2 separate regions of the Mus musculus genome follow, and region 1 is linked to region 2. A link is a contact called in public Hi-C data. All regions are on one chromosome and are shown on one strand. Each heading gives the region's core, a stretch centred on a gene start, on an enhancer-like site or on the middle of the called end of the contact. The rest is flanking DNA. Distances are from core to core; before and after follow the strand shown.

What was found. Hi-C and Micro-C count contacts between places; a contact is called where the count stands out from the background.
Region 1: a Hi-C map of the STO cell line shows a contact between it and region 2, with 1.8 times the contacts expected there. The contact joins two enhancer-like sites. A contact is called at or near these places in 6 of 484 Hi-C or Micro-C datasets (the STO cell line, liver, nephron progenitors and 1 more) and 1 of 115 datasets of contacts at active chromatin or transcription factors (liver).

Annotation. Positions count from the first base shown.
Region 1 is chr11:45,199,888-45,205,762 of GRCm38.p6, reverse strand. No RefSeq gene overlaps it. Among named protein-coding and RNA genes, the nearest start is that of Gm12159, 86 kb to the right of the region's middle. Within about 2 kb of position 4,467, at least 26 of the 459 cell types and tissues checked have an H3K27ac peak or open chromatin away from gene starts, as enhancers often do. A contact at or near this core is called in the STO cell line, where this site is marked.
Region 2 is chr11:45,082,307-45,087,669 of GRCm38.p6, reverse strand. No RefSeq gene overlaps it. Among named protein-coding and RNA genes, the nearest start is that of Gm51859, 3.6 kb to the left of the region's middle. Within about 2 kb of position 2,384, at least 6 of the 459 cell types and tissues checked have an H3K27ac peak or open chromatin away from gene starts, as enhancers often do. A contact at or near this core is called in the STO cell line, where this site is marked.

The sequences.
Region 1 (5,875 bases), core at 3,218-5,717, 120 kb before region 2:
GAAGGCAGGAAGGCAGGAAGGCAGGAAGGCAGGAAGGCAGGAAGGCAGGAAGGCAGGAAGGCAGGAAGGCAGGAAGGCAGGAAGGCAGGAAGGCAGAAAGGCAGGCAGGCAGGCAGGCAGGCAGGCAGGCAGGCAAGAAGGAAGGAAGGAAGGAAGGAAGGAAGGAAGGAAGGAAGGAAGGAAGGAAGGAAGGAAGGAAGGAAGGAAGAAGATCTGTATCAGAGATAGAGATAGATAGGTAGGTAGATAGATTGGAAGATAGATAGATAGATAGATAGATAGATAGATAGATAGATAGATAGATAGATAGATAGACAGACAGACAGGAGAAAACAGTACTGGTTCAAAATGTTACATCTGGGGCCAGCAAGATGGCCCACCAGGTAAAAGCACTTGCCACCAAGTCTAAGGACCTGATTTCAGTCCTTAGTACCCAGAGTGGAAATATAGAGCTGATTCCCAAAGGTTGTCCTCCTCCCTTCACACGTATGTCCCAGGAATGTGCATATCTACACACTTACACATTTACACACAAGCAAAGAACTAAAACTAAAATGTACACACATATAATAAGATACTGTTAAACATTTAAAATGCTATGGCAACCCTATTTTTTATGGACATTGAAAAATATCCATGCAATAAAATAAACCAGGCTTTCAAGTTGGTATGAGTTGATGCAGTTGCTGTGTGAGTGTCTGGGCCACAGTTGTGTCCATTCTTACAGCACTGTAAAACCGGTGGCCACATGGGGGTTTCTGAAGGGAGTTTAAATTGGGTTTTAACTTTTTTTAAATCTCTGAGGGCTTATGTCAGGGGGGGGAATATTCTAATTTGATTGTGTTTTCTTAAAACAGTGGATTTATGTCACATTCATGCCCAACCCTAAACCCCATTTTCATATGTCCCTTGAAAATTTCTGTGACACTTTGAAACCCTGAGCAGAAGTGTCCCTCTTCGAGTCTGTGTTTAACTTTGCCGTATCTGGTCACAGCTACTTGTGGTTACCCCCATGGCCAATGATTTATTCACCAGAGGAAAATGTCTTCTGAGATTAGGACTTGCCTCTCTCCCAGTTCCTATGTCACATGCCACTGCAATAACTGAGGCTTGGAAAATTTTTTCCAGTTTTAAGTCCAAAAGTTGAGTGATCTGGAAACTGTTCCAAAATTTTAAAGTCTTATATTACCATACATTAATTATACGTGATTATTAATAACAGTTTCCATTACGACATTTTCATATGTGTATGCAATGTATTTTGATCATGTTCAATTGCAATTACCCTTTCTCAGCCCCTCCCACTGAGGTACCCTCTCTTCCTTTCTACAACTAAATACCTTCTATTTTTCACATCATGTTTGTGTGTATGTGTGCATGTGCGTGTGCGTGTGCGTGTGCGTGTGCGTGTGCGTGTGTGTGTGTGTGTGTGTGTGTGTGTGTGTGTGTGTGCGCGTGTCCAAACAAGTTTTATTAAGTCACTTGCAGAAACATGGATATGGGGTCCCATTGCCTGGTAATGTGATTAATGCTTTCTCCAGAGGGGACATATCCTTAAACATAATAAGTGATGTTCTCAGGAGTTCTTGCTATTCTGTACTTCATCATTGATAAAACTTAACTTATCCAGTCCTTATAGAGCAAAGAAGAAAACACACAATGATCCACTGTATGGCCTCTAAAGTGTCATATGAACATAACATATGGCTCAAACCTTAACAGGGAAAAAATCCCCAATAATAATCATGACCTAAATCATGTATCGATGCTATGTAAAGAGAGAACATTCTAGTAAGATATGAGTACTTCTTGTCCTTCACCTCTCTCTCTCCTCACCTCTGGCCTTAAATTCCTCATGGACTTGGCATTGATACTCAGTTTGGGGATTAAAGCAGGACCTGACCTGGATTTGCTCCACGTTGCCCATGCCCTAGATTGAAATGTTAAAGGACTTGGAGTGAAATAAGTTGCATTTTTCAGTGGCAGCTTCACAGTGACTAGGGAATTAATGTCAGCCAGGCAGTGATTTCCCAGTGGTTGGGTTTGTAGCAAAAGGCTTCAACTTTTATGTGTGGCCTGTTTGAAGTTGAAAATTGTTGTTAGACTCTCCAGAGCTGTTTGAGGTGTCAGTCATCTTTGCCTTTTGTGTCGGGTGAGAATGGGGGAGCACAGCGGCTGGGAAGCATCTGTGACTTCCATCCCCAAGGCAGGTCTCTGCCAGGGCCCGGCTGAGCCCATCTCCCAGGGAATTCAAAGCCTTAAGACTCTGTACTTCACCTGGAACCCTGCAATCCAGCAAGAGAAAGGAGGCTCGCATCACAGCATCACGGTTGTTATGTGCAAATGAGCATCTCTGGCATTTCCATCAAAGGTGCAATTTTCCATCCTAGGATATCATTCTCCAGAGAGGTGGTAGTGAGGCATAATAGTAACTGAGACAATGACAGTGCAGCAAGTAGCAGCAACAAAAGCCAGCAACTACCACTCTCTTTACCACCAGTTATGGGCCACACATGCCACGTAAGATTATCTCATTTGACTGTCTTGATAACTCCATCAGATAGATGCAAATAGCTCCAGTTTAGAGATTCTGCAAACAAGGCCGTAGAGCCAGCAAGGTGAAAATTGGAGACATTTAAGTTAATTGCCATTAACTTAAATGGGCTAAGGAGTCAAAAGAGGTGTCTAGCAGACCTGGCCCCAACTTCTTGCTACTGTAGACCTTCTCTTAGAGTTCTCCTTATGTGAGAGCCATAGTTCCTCCATCTTAAAGCGGGACAGCATCACTTCCATCTAAAGTTCCTGAGAAAAATCAGAGTTCTTGTGTGTCAGATGTCTTACCAGTGAATGGTTACCGCTACAATTGATCTTTGATCATTTTCACTTAAACCAAATGTTCTCAACTCTTTCCTTTTGCATTTTTTTTGGTCTATTTCTGGTTTCTCAAAGCCAGGGGATACTTCTGTCTACTTGAGCTATATCCCTTGCTAGAGATTTTCATCTCCAAAGCAGACAAAAGACCACAAGGAGCCCAGAGATCTAAGGTATAGCATAGCTCTCGGGTAAGTATTCCTGTTCTAATGAACTTAGAAAGACTGTGCAGTTCAAGAACTGTGGGCCTGAGTAGCTGGAGAATACTAAGTTTTACCAAACAACTCTTAAGATGGGATAGGACAAAAATTCAATATGTGGACTTTGAAGCAGGGGCTGAACTCTTGCTGGTTCATGCTCTGTATAAAGCAAATGAGTCTCTTGTCAGACAGTGAACTCAGTGTCCATTACAAAAAAACTATAAGGCTGTCAGTTAAAGGTAGCACTGCCTAGAATCTTTTACACCCAGGGCATCCATGTAAAATGTGGAGGCATGGATGGGCATTTTGAGGAAATGCTTGGGTAGAGAAAAGTGGAAGCTTCTGTCATCCTCAGATAGCTGCAGTGTTATTTGTAGTGACCAGGCTCCTGTATCACCAGGGTTGATTGATGGGCAGTGAAGCCAGAGATGTGATATGACCTCCTCGTGAATATGTGTGCTATCTCGTACCCAAAGCCAGCTCTCTGTCCTTCTGGGAGCTTCAGGGAGTCATAAATTCTAAGTATTTCCAGCTCAAACCAGCTGAAATATGCTCTGGTCTCCACAAGTAACAGTCCTGACCCATGGCCTGAAAATGTTATCGTGGAATAGTTACCCTCTTTGACCACGGTTGCCTCTTCTTTACAATGAGAATAATAACATGAGGGCCTCTCAGAGTGTAGTTAATGTCAAATTAAACAATACATACAAGATATTTATCTTTGTACATGGTACGAATGAGCTCTCCAGAATGAGAACTTACAGAATAGAAATGAGGGCAGACGATTGGAGAGATTACAGTATGGAAGATGCATCACAAGGGATGGGAGGATTAAGGAACAAACACAATTAAGGAAAACCTGTTGGGAACCAAACAGCACCCACACCCACACGCATACACACATACATACACAGGACAGGGAGATTTATTGTATGACTCCAAGACAACCATAGGCAGAGGTCAGAAGACAGGATGCTATGAAACTGGTCCTGTTCAAAGTGGAAAGGACAGGACTGATAAAGCCATGGAGAGAAAAGAACTCAGCTCATGTGAGGAGTGGGGGAAGCTAAGCATAGCCTTAATGGAGAATAAAATGCTAGGCCTCAGACTGTGCACATATGGAGGAGGTAATGCTGGTCTGGAGAACAGCCTAGGTGCTCGCTCACAGGACTGCCCATAACGGTTTACTTAAATACTTCCACCTTGGACATGCCTGTCTTGGCTCACTTTAGCCATTCATTGGCACGCATAGAGAAGACTAATCTGTCCATACCACAGATTTCCAGGGCCCGTGCTTTACACATTCTCAACACTAGCTTGCTTATTTAGCTTCTCTGCAACTGCTTGTCAATTGTACTTTGTGCTAAGCAAAGTTGTCTGAAGCGTGTACTTTCGCCTGGAATATTTTGTAAAACAGCAAATAGCTTTCTATTTGAGTAAGGACCTCGGGGCCCCACCCAGTGCTTACATGGAAAGTTTGTTCATCGACTTTTGTGAAGTAAGAGTTGTTTATGACATGAAGGGCTTGTGGACAGGATCCATCTCTCTTTTGACCTTGTTTGTTTTTTCTTTCCTCCTGTGACATTAATTATTTCCCAACCATGTGGGTTTTCTTTTTTCTTTTTTTTTTCTTTTTCCCTAACTTAGAATTCATGCATGAGGTTGAAAGAGTCATGTGTGTATTTTTAGTTTTGTGTTATATTTTATCCTGAGACTTCTGTTTCACAACCGGGTGTTTCAGCCTTTTAGAGAACACTCTTTAGCCCAGTGGGCCCTTCTGATTATAGGGTAAGGAGCCATGTAATCACTGTGGCTATTTCTCTGTGGATTTTTGCAGAGTGTCCTAGGAGCTTCAGATCTCTGGAGCTGGAATTTTGGAGAGTTTTAAGCTGCTGTGTAAACACTAGGAACTAAACGTGGGTCGGGTCCTTCGCAAGAACAGCAAGTGTCCTTAACTGCCCATTCCCTACCCCTAGTTGCTGTCATTTTTATTCTGCTTCTGTGCAAGGTCCTTTAACTTTGAAATGCCTTATTGTATAGCCTATCATTTATCCTAATCCCAGACCTATCAGATAAGCATGTATTTTAATTCATATTTTAGCAGATGATAGATAATACAGCGGCACAGGAAGTTCTAGGGACATCCTTGAGGTTACGTGGCTTTAAGAATAAAGCTGTTACAATCTTGGCTGTCCAAGGATTCTGAAGCAGGCGTGTGGAGTTGACAAGACTGTATCTATCCATCTATATAGTACTGACTCATTCAGTCCTTCAGAGAAAGATCAATCAATAAAGGCTGACTAGAAGCACTGGGCTATAACATAGTCAAAAATGCCCCTAAAATTGTCATGAGTTGCCCAAGCTCTTGCTGCCTCTTGAAACACCATAAAGCATGGCGGTTACTGAATTTGTCTGCTTTGCCACTTAAGCGCACTGAAGCTTCAAGTTAAATTTCAAACGTAAAATTACAGGAAATTAACTACTTTTCTCTTTTGTGAATGGAATTTTCATTCTTTTCCTAATCACTGAGGAAGTGCCAATTTTCCATGAATATGGAAATTGCTTGTTTCCTTCCCCCTACCCCCCTTAGGAGTCTAACATTTCAAAATGGCCCCAAGATTCCTGTATGAATTCTGACAAGGACATAAACTCAAGCATCATGACTTTTCCTGCGGATGCTGTCAGCCCAATGGCACCCCCTGAACAGAGCCTTATTTCTGATGAGATCTAGGCTGCCAGCATCCAACTTTTTCTATGGACAGAATCACCCTTTCTTTTATTAAAACCAGCAGAAACTCATGGAA
Region 2 (5,363 bases), core at 1,135-3,634:
ACCTCCCCCCAACAAATTACTAACAAATTCCACTTGCTGAGTGGCCTCTTATTAGCATAATTGTGTGTTTTAATTCAGAGAAGAACCATGTGTTTCCTATAAGAAAGTTGTTTTAGGTCTTTAAATGTCTCTGTCAAACACTTTCCTTTTGTTTGGAGAAATAATTACAGATCGGTCCTGTTGAAAGCAAAACATCAGAGAAACGGCCTGTCCTAGTGTTTCTAACTTGGTAGATGTCTGCTCCATGAGTGACACAAGTTTAGTTTGTCCACGCCAAGACAAACAGACCCAGTTTGACCACTGCAAATGCTGACTTGGTGATGAGGCATGACAGTTACTGTGATTCAGTTGTTTTCCTCACATCTCAGGTCCAGGGCTCTCCTTCTGCAAGAGCGCATCACTTCCTGCAACTTCAGCTGTGGTACCTGCCAGGCAGAACTGCGGCAGCTGACTTTTGATACCATTTTCACCCTTTATAGAAGGCACCGGTGTTGACCCATGGATGCTTAGAATTACCTTGTTGATAGCAAATTCTCAGCTGCACTCTCCTCCCTGAAAATGTTTCCCTGTAAACTTTTCCTAACCCTGGACCTGGATGTGTTTTGAACACATGATGGCTGCTGTGAGAAGCTATATACACGGCAAACAAACAAACACAAACTTGAAAAGACATAATCACCCATGAGTGAGATGGTGTATAATATGTTTGTACTTATCTGAATTTTGTAAATTTAAAATCTGGATCATGCAATACTTTTATAGGAAAAATGTGGTTTTGTTTTTTAAATACAAGGCATTCAATCTGGGAAAGGAAAATGAAATATAAAAGGAATAGTAGAAATACCAGGGGATATGTAAGGGTTGCGTATAACAAGCATTAACTTTAAATCTGGTGGGCACAAGAGAAGAAACCACAAATCCCACAGGTCATCAAAGGCAATGGGGCTACAGCTAACATGATCTCTCGTGTCTGTGACAGACAGCTCTCCCACCATGTTTACCCTCTCTCCAGAACTTCTCCAGTGCAATATCCATACATCATCTCACAATAATCCATAGGGGATGCCATGACATTTTTTCATTCTTTTTAAAGATGAGACCATTTGCTACAGAGAGAATGACTTATCTTTGCTCCCGTGGTGAGTCAAGTTCCCAGCCAGTGATAAGAACTGATAAGTCAGGTGCTGTGAGGCTGGTGTTTTCCCACCCTGGCTATCTTCCTTAGGAGAGGTTAACGGTCCCAGAGTTTGTTTCTTTCTTTGTTTTCTCTCTCTCTCTCTCTCTCTCTCTCTCTCTCTCTCTCTCTCTCTCCCACACACACACACAGAGAGAGAGAGAGAGAGAGAGAGAGAGAGAGAGGCTATTGCATCCTAGTGGGCTATTGTCAGAAAATGTAAGGTAAATTCATAAATTTTACAGGATTAGTTTCAGCAGAGATAGGACAGTTGATACATTAATACATAGAATATATAGATAGAACTATTTCAAGGGCATATATATGAATATAGGTGCATATTTGTATATATAGGTGCATATATGTGTATGTATGTATATATATATACATGTATAAGCCATAAAGAAAGATAAGAGGAGATGAAGAGATGGCTCCAGAGTTAACAGCATTTCCTGCTTTAGCAAAGGATCAGAGTTTGGATGCCAGCACTTACAGTACTGGGGGTGGGGTGCATAACCACATGTAACTCCAGCTCCATGCAATTCAGTGTCCTCTTCAGGACTCAACAGGCAACTGCAGTCATGTTCAAATATTCCCATACAGAGACATATACTTACACATATTAAAACAAAACATTTTAAAAGAGGGTGCAATATATTTCTCCATTTCTATACACATGCACACGCACACTCATAATCACACATCTCTATCTATCCCCTCTGTTGAAAGCTGTTCCAAGAGAGCTTTCCATATATTAACTCACAAGAACCCATGAGGAATTCCCTAAGAGGAATTATTTACCCGTGTGTGTGTGTGTGTGTGTGTGCGTGTGCGTGTGCGTGTGTGTGTGTGTGTGTGTGTGTGTCTGTGTGTGTCTGTGTGTGTCTGTGTGTGTCTGTGTGTGTCTGTGTGTGTTTCCAAACCCAGGTCTTATTTGCTGATAATATATATAATCAAAAACTAGTCTTTAAATTGCCAGGATGTGAACACCAGTTTGGAGATATTCTGCTTTAAAACAGTTTGGACTTTATCCTTCAAGGTTCCATAAAAGTCTCAAGATTATTGTTCATATCCCTTGTTAACATTATCTCCTGAAGGACTTTTAAAGAGAGATAATGAACTTGTGCAGGTAGCAAGCTTAAACCCATCAAAAAATAAGTTCTCTTCCTGGATAATGAGCTGGCTAAAGAGAGTGTGAGTCATATAAAATGCATCTGATCTTACATACTCAGCTGTAGAAAAAAATAAAGCTTTGAGACTTCATCTAAATGGATAGGGTAATATTATGTCATCTGGCATCTATTAGGTCCATTCAGATATGAGATATTAGTTTGTGTTTAAGAATTAGCTTTCAGGTTATTTGCATTTTGGAAGAATACACTGTGTGTGTGTGTGTGTGTGTGTGTGTGTGTGTGTGTGTGTGTGTGTGTGTGACTATCAAAGGTAGACCAGAGTGACACTTCTTGTGCCTTTTGTGGACTAAATCGCAGTGTCAGGATAATAAATGCTGTGCTTGGAGTCTGCATGTGTTTCATTTCTCTTAGGGAATTCAGTACTTCAAGGGCTTTCCTCTTCAACACTGCAGATAAAACACTACATCACACTCTTTAGTGAAAGAGACACTTTCTCCTTCAGGATGCCTGTTCAGCTGTTCCACAGCTGAAGAGCTAGGAAGACTTAAATTACATTCCCTTTCCTGCTATTAAAAGGGAACATGAGGGAGGTGGGGGACAAGCAACTTGCATCTGGTTCGACTTCTTTGCCAAATTCTTCATTTAATTGTTTTGTAATTTGAAGAAAACCACAAATGACAAGATGAAATTGCTAGGAATATAAATACAGAATTTAATTGTTCATGTCAGGATTTCAAGTCCAGATCTGTCGGTAATGTTAGTCAGTTTTATGACCAACGGACAAGAAGAACATTAGGGGCTACAGCTAAACTTGCTGAGGCTTCATCACTTGCACCCCCCACTTGGTCACCAAGTTTCTTCCAGAAAGAGGGAAGCTGATCCTTTATCTTTATGACTTTTATCCCAACAGCTGGGATCAGAGTGGAGGACAAGTCTTCTCCAAAGAAACCGTGACCTCTATGCCCAAGATCCTAAATAAACCAGCATCCAAGCGCTGTTACCCTTTAACTGATAGGCTCATAGAGAATTAGAGCATCCCCAAGATATAGGAACTGGTCTAAAATGTGCCTGCTGATTTAGTTATACCACATGCTTCCCCAGACAGGAGGCCACCTGGCCTCATCGGGATGAGAATGGAAAAAGCATGTTATTCGCAGTCACCCAACTGAATTTAGGTCTCACTCTGCTGCCATTAATGGTTGACATGAACAGACAAGTTCAATTAGTAATTGTTGGGTACATTTATCTGAAGAAAAAAATGAACAGTATAAACATCCTTAACATTTTGTAAAGTGTGGACACAGAGATGCTCAGTGGGTAGAGTATTAAGGTGCAAGCACCTGGACCTAAGTTTGGATTCCTAGTCATATATTAGAAACCAGGATTGGCTATGCATACCCATCAACCTGTTTGGGGGATGAAGAGACAAAAGAGGAGACCAAAAGCTTAGTGACAAGGCAGTTTAGAAAATCGGCGAGCTCCAGGTTCAGTGAGAAACCTGTCTCAGAAAGCTAAAATAAAATAAGGTGGGGAGTGGTCAAGGAAGACATCAGATATTGGTCTCTAACATACATACCCATGTGTGTCAGGAATAACTAAACTACAGCATCATATAATCTAAGTTATAGAAGTTATCAGAGTCTAGTAAAGAGTCAATGAGAGAATTATGCTGTGGAAGAAATGATCTCTCTCTCTCTTTCTCTCTCTCTCCTTTTTAATCCTGTGACATCTCCTAGGTTAAGGAACCACCAATTGGAATGACTTTCTAGGGACCCCTGTCCTGAATCCCTTTCCTTTTGCTTTTTTCCCATTAAAACTTGCCCGACCTGGGCCCAGCAAGATGGTTCAGTGGCTACAGACACTTGATGCCAAGCCTGACAACCTGGGTTTTTGATCCATGATATCTGTATGGAAGGAGAAGAAAACCAACTCTTGCAAATCACCCCATTTTCAGATCTACATCCCATTTTCTTTAAAAACAAGAACAAACTGACCAAACAAACAATTTTTTTCTGATTTGTGGCATGTTAAAAAGATAGCAAAGTATTTGGCCCTAAGATGTTATTGTTTTAGAATGGTTTAACTTTGCTATCCAACCTAGGAAAAAATCTTTTATCAGCTTTAATGCTGTTGATGTATAGCCAGAAATTATTAGACTACAGAATCATATAATCTAAGTATCAGAGGTTATCGAAGTCTATTAAAAAGTCAAAGGGAGTTATGTTGTGGGAGAGGGGAACATCTGTGTATCTGTGGAGGTCAATGGTTGCTGTTGCAGTTGGTTTTAAAGCCTAACCTTGGGAAAGGAGGACTAGTCCTAAATCAAAATTTAAGATGCTATTCATTTATTTATTTTGGTTTTTTGAGACAGGGTTTCTCTGTGTAGCCCTGGCTGTCCTGGTTTGAAAAGGTTTGTGCTGTTGAGGCAGGCATTTACATGTCTTTTGTATAGACACACTCATAAAGTTAAAAAAAAAAAGAATATCACTAGAAAAAGAGAAAGGAGTTATCAAAATTATATGCACAATTCGGAAAATATATTGGGAAAAATACTTATCAGGAAGGTCTTTGTGAGATCTGAGAAAGAAAAAATATGTATATATGCGTTAGGATACATTTTCTCTAACAACAGGTTAATAATGAGTGTTACTTAACAATATACAAGAGTCTGAAAATGTATAGAAATAGTCTTCCAGAATTTTTACATTTTAAATCTGAAACAGTTACATCTTTCTCCACATCCTTTCTTCCCTCCAGCCCCTCCCAGCTACCCTTACTCTCAAGTTGACAACCCTTAGTTTTTTATTATTACTGTTACATACATATGTATATATGAATGTATGTCTGTGCATGCATGTTTCTGTACACATACACACACAATGTACTGGGTCCATTTTTGCACAAATGATCTGAAAGGTGACCTCTGTGCATGGTACAACAAAAAATAGGGTTTGTCAGAGGGAAAGGCTAATTCGCTTTCTGCCAATAGTCATCAGTTGCCTGTAGTTCTTTGTTTAAGGAATGTGACCGTTTGAAACCTTTCCTCTTCCATGTTA